Regions from separate parts of the Triticum aestivum genome. Here region 2 is linked to region 1. Evidence: chromatin contacts called from public Hi-C data. All regions are on one chromosome and are shown on one strand. The core of a region is the stretch at or near the end of the contact, and the rest is flanking DNA. Distances in the headings are between cores, read along the strand shown.

The links. Hi-C and Micro-C count contacts between places; a contact is called where the count stands out from the background.
Region 2: a contact with region 1 is called in a Hi-C map of root, with 10 times the contacts expected there. The contact joins the promoter of LOC123144378 here to the enhancer-like site in region 1. A contact is called at or near these places in 4 of 5 Hi-C or Micro-C datasets (leaf and root) and 1 of 1 datasets of contacts at active chromatin or transcription factors (leaf).

The regions. Positions count from the first base shown.
Region 1 is chr6D:179,065,922-179,070,056 of IWGSC CS RefSeq v2.1, forward strand. It overlaps the pseudogene LOC123141412. Among protein-coding and RNA genes, the nearest start is that of LOC123144376, 120 kb to the left of the region's middle. Within about 2 kb of position 1,275, at least 1 of the 8 cell types and tissues checked has an H3K27ac peak or open chromatin away from gene starts, as enhancers often do. A contact at or near this core is called in root, where this site is marked.
Region 2 is chr6D:179,202,589-179,206,636 of IWGSC CS RefSeq v2.1, forward strand. LOC123144378 (receptor kinase-like protein Xa21) reads left to right here and starts at 2,127. Exons shown (of 3, transcript XR_006471399.1): 1 at 2,127-4,048. It overlaps LOC780688 (probable histone deacetylase 19), which reads left to right. Exons shown (of 7, transcript XM_044563496.1): 6 at 231-308; 7 at 440-714. The coding sequence ends at 544.

The sequences.
Region 1 (4,135 bases), core at 25-2,524:
CGCTCCGGTCGAAACTCCTTCGCTGCCGTCCACGCCGCCTCGTCGCGCCCGAAGTCGGCGACCAGGAAGTTGACCTCCGCGCCCTGGGCACCGCGTGCCCCCCGACCTCCGCGCCATCGCTCTGCACACCGTGCGGGAGGAGGAAGTGGCCCGGCGGATGCAGCCGGAGCCCCTCGAGCACCACGGCCTTTAGGTACGGCATCGACTGCAGGTCCCCGTCGTCGAGCTCTGGCTTGTCTCTGACCTCCTCGTACACCTTGGATTGCATGTCGGGGCGGTTCACCAGCTCCGCCATGATCCACTCTAGTGAGGTGACCGTTGTATCGGTGCCGCCGTTCAAAAACTCGGAGCAGAGGCAGACCGCCTCGGCGTCCGTGAGCGGGCGGCCGCCCTCCTCGGCCACGCGCAGCGCGAGGAGGGAGTCGGCGTAGCACGGAGGGCCGTCAGCGCCCCGCTCTCGCCTGGCGCGGATCAGCGGGAGGAAGATCTCGTCCTGCCTGCGGCCCACGGCCACGTACCCGTTCCACCGCCGCCGGAAGAGCCGCTTGGTGAGCGCCGGGAAGAAGGAGAAGATGGGGAAGCTGGTGATGGAGCGCAGGATCCGCAGCTGCAGCTCCTGGACCTCCTCGAGCGTCTCCGTCCCAAGCCTTGCGCCGAGGCTCATGTACACGAGCAGCTCGAACATGGCGCGCCGGAACGCCGGCCTCACCGCGACGTCATCGCCAGCGCCGCGCGCGCGGAGGAGGTCGCGGACGAGCGAGTCCCGCGCGCGCCGCCTCGCCGGCGCGTAGAGCGCGACGCGGGACGGGTGCAGGGCCTCGGCGGCGAGGTTGCGGCGGACCATGCGCCAGTAGGCGCCGTAGGGCGAGGTGCTGATGTCGCGGGCGCCGGAGGTGAAGAGCAGCCCGGGGTCGGAGAGCGGCGGGCGGTCGGCGAAGGTGGCGCCGCCCTGGACGAGCACGCGGTGCGCGAGGCGGCGGTCGGCGACGAAGACGAGCGTGCGGGAGAGGCGGACGGAGATGACGGGGCCGTAGCGCGCGTGCAGGTCGCGGAGGATCGGGCCGAGGTGGAAGACGGATCGCCGGAGTGCCAGGAACCTGGCCAGGAAGAGCAGCCCCGGCGGGCCGGGAGGGAGAGCCTTGCCTGTCCCCTTCTTCGGGCGCCCGTGACGGCCGTGCAGCAAGAAGAGGACCGAGGCGGCGAGGGCCAGGGAGAGGGCAATGAACAGGGGAAAGGATGACCAGGCGGTGGTGATGAGCTCCATTGTTCCAGCTCCCAGTTCTGACTGTGACTCGGTTTAGCTGCACTGTAGCATGCTGTACGGGATAAACGCCGAGCTTGTCCTTAAGTACACTCCTCCGGATTAAACTAAAGCGTACACTGGTTCCGGATCTTCATAATTTGCTCGTATAAAATTAGGTACTCCTACCAAAGTCGGGGATTGACTTAGTGATCCAGAGCTTAGTGGTCAAGATGCCAAGCAAGAAGATCGGATAACAACAAGCATTTTGTTCTTACTTCTTCTCACACGATAGCCGATCACTTAAACTAGTGGTAATTCGTCACCGTCTTTTACGTAACCTCGTGACCATTTCAGATTAAGATATCATAATTTATCTGTCACACGAGCGTACGTTGAAATTGCTCTCAGACTCTAGTTTCTTAACATTACCACGGACCGTGGCGGAGGACGAAACAAATTTAGGGCTCCTTTGATTCGAAGGAATTACATAGGATATTTGGATTTTTTTTCCTACGGCTGTTCTTTGGTTCAAATAATTAAATCCTATAGAATTTTTTCATGTGAAATCAAGTATATTATATTTCATTGGAAATCAAGCATCCACTCCAATCTTTTTTTATAATTTCTTTGTTTTTCCTATGACATCAAACACTCTATGCTAATCTTATAGGATTCAAATGGACATGCAACTCAAATCCTGTGTTTTTCCTATTCCTACGTGTTGGGGGGATATAACTACTAGTGTAACCCGCCCATGAGGGACCGGGTTACGCTATACGATTCATCATATGAAGCCCAATATCAAGCTTGAAGATGGCGGTTCAGTTAAGGGCCACAAGCCCAAAGGCGACTTAAGGCCCGTAGTGATAAACCGTCATAATAGCATGACTTGTATTGTAAGGCAATATTAACTAGTCACCGAGCCGGACACTGTTTATGAGCCGGCCGAGACTCTGTAGGCCGCGAGGCGTCAACCCGTGTATATAAGGGGACGACCCGCCGGCGGCTTAGGGCAAGTAACATCAAATCGAGAGCCAGGCATAGCGGATTCGCTCCCTGGTCATCGAAACCCTAGCAATTCCACCTCAACTGGATTAGGCTTTTACCTTCACCGCAAGGGGCCGAACCAGTATAACCCTCGTGTCCTTTGTCCCGCTTTAACCCCTTTAAGCTTCCTAGTTGCGATGGCTCCACGTCTAAGTCCTTTCACAAGGACGTCTGCCGTGACAATTCCACGACAGTTGGCGCCCACCGTGGGGCCAGCGCACGGTGGATTTGAGTTCTTGAAGGGCAGCTTCAAAGGTCTCAAGTGAAAGGATCGATATAGTTGACTAGAGGGGGGTTGAATAGGCAACTAACAATTTTTAGCTTTTCTTTACCAAATTAAACTTTGCATCAAAATAGGTTGTCTAGATATGCAACTAAGTGAGCAACCTATATGATGCAACGACAACAAGCACGCAAGCAAGTAAGAGATATAACACAAGTAAACTAGCGAAAGTAAAGGAACGAGATAACCAAGAGTGGAGCCGGTGGAGACGAGGATGTGTTACCGAAGTTCCTTCCTTTTGAGGGGAAGTACGTCTCCGTTGGAGCGGTGTGGAGGCACAATGCTCCCCAAGAAGCCACAAGGGCCACCGTATTCTCCTCACGCCCTCACACAATGCGAGATGCCGTGATTCCACTATTGGTGCCCTTGAAGGCGGCGACCGGACCTTTACAAACAAGGTTGGGGCAATCTCCACAACTTAATTGGAGGCTCCCAACGACACCACAAAGCTTCACCACAATGGGCTATGGCTCCGCGGTGACCTCAACCGTCTAGGGTGCTCAATCACCCAAGAGTAACAAGATCCGCTAGGGATAAGTGGGGGGAATCAAATTTCTCTTGGTGGAAGTGTAGATCGTGGCCTTCTCAACCAATCCCGAGCAAATCAACAAGTTTGATTGGCTAGGGAGAGAGATCGGGCGAAAATGGAGCTTGGAGCAACAATGGAGCTTTTGGGGGAAGAGGTGAGTCAACTTTGGGGAAGAAGACCCCTTTATATAGTGGGGGGAACAAACCAACCGTTACCCCCCTTCTGCCCCGAAGAGAGCGGTAGTACCGCTGTGCCAGCGGTACTACCGCTTGCCACAATAAGCGGTACTACCGCCCAAAAGCGCGGTACTACCGCTTGGCCCACAGCGGTACTACCGCGGAGGGAGGGCGGTACTACCGCACAGGAGCGGTACTACGGCCCCCCACAGCCGCGGCCAGTACCGTAAAACCCGACACGAAAAAGGAGCCCTCGAATCAAGGCGGTACTAGCATGAGACCACCGCGGTACTACGGCTTGGGGCCACTAGCGGTACTACTGCTCTGGAGCGGTACTACCGCGCCCAGAGCGGTACTACCGCTTGTGGTACCCAAGCGGTACTACCGCTCCGTCCCGCGGTACTACCGCTGGGACCAGAGATAGTACACACACGGGGCTACTAGCGGTACTACTGCTCTGGGCGGTACTACCGCTCCAGAGCGGTACTACCGCTTGTAGCACCCAAGCGGTACTACCGCTCTGGCCCGCGGTACTACCGCTGGGACCAGAGAGGGCACAAAGAAAGGAGAACCAAGCCCATCATCGAAACGGAAAGGCTCGGAGGGAGGGGCAAAGGAAGTGTACGTGATGATTCCGCCCTAGCCTTTCCAAAACGGACCCCCTCTTGATAGTACGGTGATCCCTATGAAACTAGTCCACCAAACTAATCCGAAAGGACTACACCGTCTTCGCTTTAAGCTCCGAGGGGAGGAAATCGTCTCGTGCCCAAAAGAATGAATCTCTGAAAAACACTCAACGCACACGATTAGTCCGCAAAAGCATTGTCATCAATCATCAAAACATCTTAGGGATAAAT
Region 2 (4,048 bases), core at 877-3,376, 140 kb after region 1:
AATTGCTTTCTCACCATGTAATAGATGGTGTTGATGGAATATTTTTCTTAGATGCATTGCAAAATTTCCACCGACTATTGTTTGCTCCTCCGATGTGCGTGAAAACTGAAGGGTGGCAAAGAGTGCCTTATAATGTTGTTAAACTTGCATGATTGCATACAACTTGCTTTCGTATTCCTTGGTGCTATGCATTTATGCTAAATGTGCTCTTTCTTTACCTTGTGCAGCAGGATGGTAGCAGAGTAACAGGTGAACATAGAGGATCAGAACCAATGGCAGAAGACATCAGCCCCTCCAAGCAAGCTCATGTAAGTCGGCCTCCCTTTCTATTTGTGAACTGTTGTATAAGATCTCTAGTGTACACTCACTGCCCATGGCTAGGCTTATCTAACCAAAGATTCCTTTTCTTGTTGTCCATGGTGCTTGTCGCCTGCAGCAGGTCGACGCTAATGCCATGGCCGTGGATGAGCCCGGAAATGTCAAGACCGAATCAGGAAGCTCTACCAAGTTGCCTGACCCACCAGCCATCTACCAGAAGCCATGATTGTAAGCATTCGGACCGTGCGGCTTCTTGCATGTGTTTTTGGCAGTAAAAAGACGAAGTGACGAGTGGTAGTCTCGAGTGTCTGACCCATGTATACATGTAGCATGGATTATTAAGCTGTAATATGTATAGTCGATTAAATGAGCCGCGAGGCGGAATTTTCTTGGCTACGTGCAACTTTTGTCTCCCAGCTTTCTACTTTGGTAATCTTTTCCCGGTAGGTTCCTTGATATTTGGCTGTTGCATTTTACGTCCGTACCCTGTAGTAGTCACAAGGCAATGTTTTTCTCTGGCTCACCTTCGCGTCCTAATCTTCAAAGGAATAGTACTATCTGCTAGTGCATTTTTATATGTTTCGCACATAGAAAAATAAAATAAGAATCTGCATTTTGCATGCTTGCACGAACCAAAATAATAATTAACCTAGCTACATAAATAGCTGCTGTTGTATATTAGCTCTTCGTCCCCTTCCTTTTGTGATTGCCTAATTCTTAGTTGACCCAGATTTATGCTTAATCTAAGCCGGCGAGTGAAGCGCTCGCCGGAGATTAGCATGGCACGATGAGCGAGCACTAAGGGGAGAGAAAATTCTTTATTTGACACTGTTTTAAAATCTGGTTCCTTATTTGATACGGGAAAAGTTTTTCTTCCCTATTTGACACTAGTCCTAAATTTTATTCCTTATACGACACTTTCGTCCATTTGAGCCTAAATGACATCTGAAAAGACGATTTTGTCCCTCATGTGGTATGTGCGCGCGCGCATGTGTGCTGTTGCGTGTGTGGGTGCGTGTGTGTTTGCTACTGCGTGTGTACGTGCGCGCGTGTGTGTGGTGTGTGCTGTTGCGTGCCTATGTGCTGCATGCGTGTGTGCTGCTGTTGCGTGTGTGTATGTGTGTGTGCTGCGTGCGTGTGTGTATGTGTGTGTGCTGCGTGCATGTGTGTTGCTGCGTGTGTGTGCGTGTGTGTGCACGCGTGTGTGCGTGTTGTTGCGTATGTGTGCGTGTGCGTGTGTGTTGGTGCATGTGTATGTGTTGCTGCGTGTGTGCTCCTGCCCTCGCACTGATGCTGCGTGTGTGCGCTATTGCCCCCTACACACATACCACATGAGGGCAAAAGAGTCTTTTCAGGTGTCATTTAGGTTTAAAATGGACGGAAATGTCATATAGGGAATAAAATTGATAACTTGTGTCAAATAGGGAATTTTTTTGTCAGTGTCAAATAATGAAGCAGATTTTAAGATAATGTTAAATAAGGAATTTTGTCCTAAGGGGAAGACGGCGATAGGATAGCGGTTGTGGATAGCAGGGTCAGTGTGAACGGAAACATCGTCAAAAAGGTCCGGCGCGATTAACTTTTGCCGTTACAAACAAACAAATAGCGGCCGCCAGCTTTTCATATCACTAACCTCGACTACTCATGGCTCATTGACCCAGAGTCCTCAGAGAGACGAAACAAGCCACGGATGGCATCACGCTGCCAGTGGCCCCCGTCCCAAAAAAATTCGACGCGCCGTTGCCAAACGACGACGACGCGTCGCCACCCACCGGTGGCTACAGTTTGTTTATACGCAACACTCACCCAAGCCAAAAATCTCTCTCTATCTACCTCTCTGTCTCGCACGTATGCTCTCTGCCGCGTCCAGTCCACACTCCACAATCGCTTTGCTTGCCACAGCACCGTCGGCCGGGGCGGCAACGGCAATGGCAATGGCAGCACTGTCCCTCCTCCTCGTCGCCGTCTTCTTCCTCGCGTGCTCCGTCGCCACTCACTTGCTGCCCGGCGCACCGGAGCCCGCTGCCTCTGCCGCCAGCGTCGAGGATTACAACGCGCTGCTCTCCTTCAGGTCGCTCGTGAGGGGCGACCCGTCACGGGCCCTGGCGTCATGGACGAGCAGCGGCGCCCACGACGGGCCCGCGCCGCCGCCGTGCCAGTGGCGCGGCGTGTCCTGCGGCACGACGGGCCGCCGCCGCGGCCGCGTCGTCGCGCTGGACCTCCCCGGGCTCGGCCTCCTCGGCACGCTCAGCCCGGCGCTGGCCAACCTCACGCACCTGCGGCGGCTCCACCTCCCCGGCAACCGCCTCCAGGGCGCGCTGCCGGCGGAGCTCGGCCGCCTGCGCGAGCTCAGCCACCTCAACCTCAGCGACAACGCCATCGGGGGCCGCCTCCCGCCGTCGCTCTCCCGGTGCAGGCACCTCAGGACCGTCCTGCTCCACACCAACAAGCTGCAGGGGCACATCCCACCGGAGCTGTTCCTCTCGCTTCGAAGCCTCGAGGTACTCAACCTCGGCCAGAACAGGCTAACAGGAAGCATCCCTTCCAGCGTCGGCGGCCTCGTCAACCTCAAGCTGCTGGTCCTGGAGTTCAACAACCTGACAGGGGATATCCCATGGCAGGTCGGCAGCCTCGCCAGCCTCGTTGGCCTCGGCCTTGCTTCCAACCAGCTGTCAGTCTCCATCCCCGCCTCGCTGGGGAACCTGTCGGCGCTAACCGCTCTCACCGCCTTTTCGAACCGGCTGTCGGGGAGCATACCCTCCTCATTACAGGGCCTGTCATCCCTCAGCACACTCCATTTGGAAGACAACCACCTCGGCGGAACCATACCTTCTTGGCTAGGCAACCTCTCGTCGCTGGCATCCTTAAACCTCCAGAGCAATGGTTTGGTGGGGTGCATCCCCGAGTCTATAGGGAACCTTGGGTTGCTTGAAGCCGTTTCGCTCGCGGAGAACAAGCTCGTCGGACAGATACCAGACGCCATTGGGAACCTCCATGCCCTCGCTGAACTTTACCTAGACAACAATGAGCTAGAAGGCCCCCTGCCACTCTCAGTGTTCAACCTCTCCTCTCTTGAGATGCTCAACATCCAACACAACAACCTCACCGGGGGCTTTCCGTCCGACATGGGCGACACGATGACGAGTCTCCAGTCCTTTCTTGTCTCTGATAACCAGTTTCATGGCGTGATCCCGCCGTCCTTGTGCAATGCCTCCATGCTTCAGATGGTCCAGACAGTAAACAACTTCCTATCGGGAACGATCCCGCAGTGCCTGGGGGCTCGCCAAGATATGCTCTCCGTGGTGAACTTTGCGGGGAATCAGCTTGAAGCAACCAACGATGCTGAATGGGGCTTCCTGACTAGTCTAACCAACTGCAGCAATATGATATTAGTGGATGTTAGTGACAACAAGTTCCAAGGCGTGCTACCGAAATCAATCGGCAATTTGTCGACACAGATGGAGTTTCTTGGCATTGCATCCAACAGCATAGCAGGGACGATAACTGAAGCGATAGGGAACTTCATCAACCTGGATGAACTTGACATGGAAAATAATCTTCTGGAGGGCACCATCCCAGCATCTCTCGGCAAGCTTAAGAAGTTGAATCGGTTGTCATTATCAAATAACAATTTTTCAGGATCCATCCCAATGGCTCTTGGAAATCTTACAAAGCTTACAACCCTTCTGCTTAGCACTAATGCGCTCAGTGGAGCCATACCTTCTGCTCT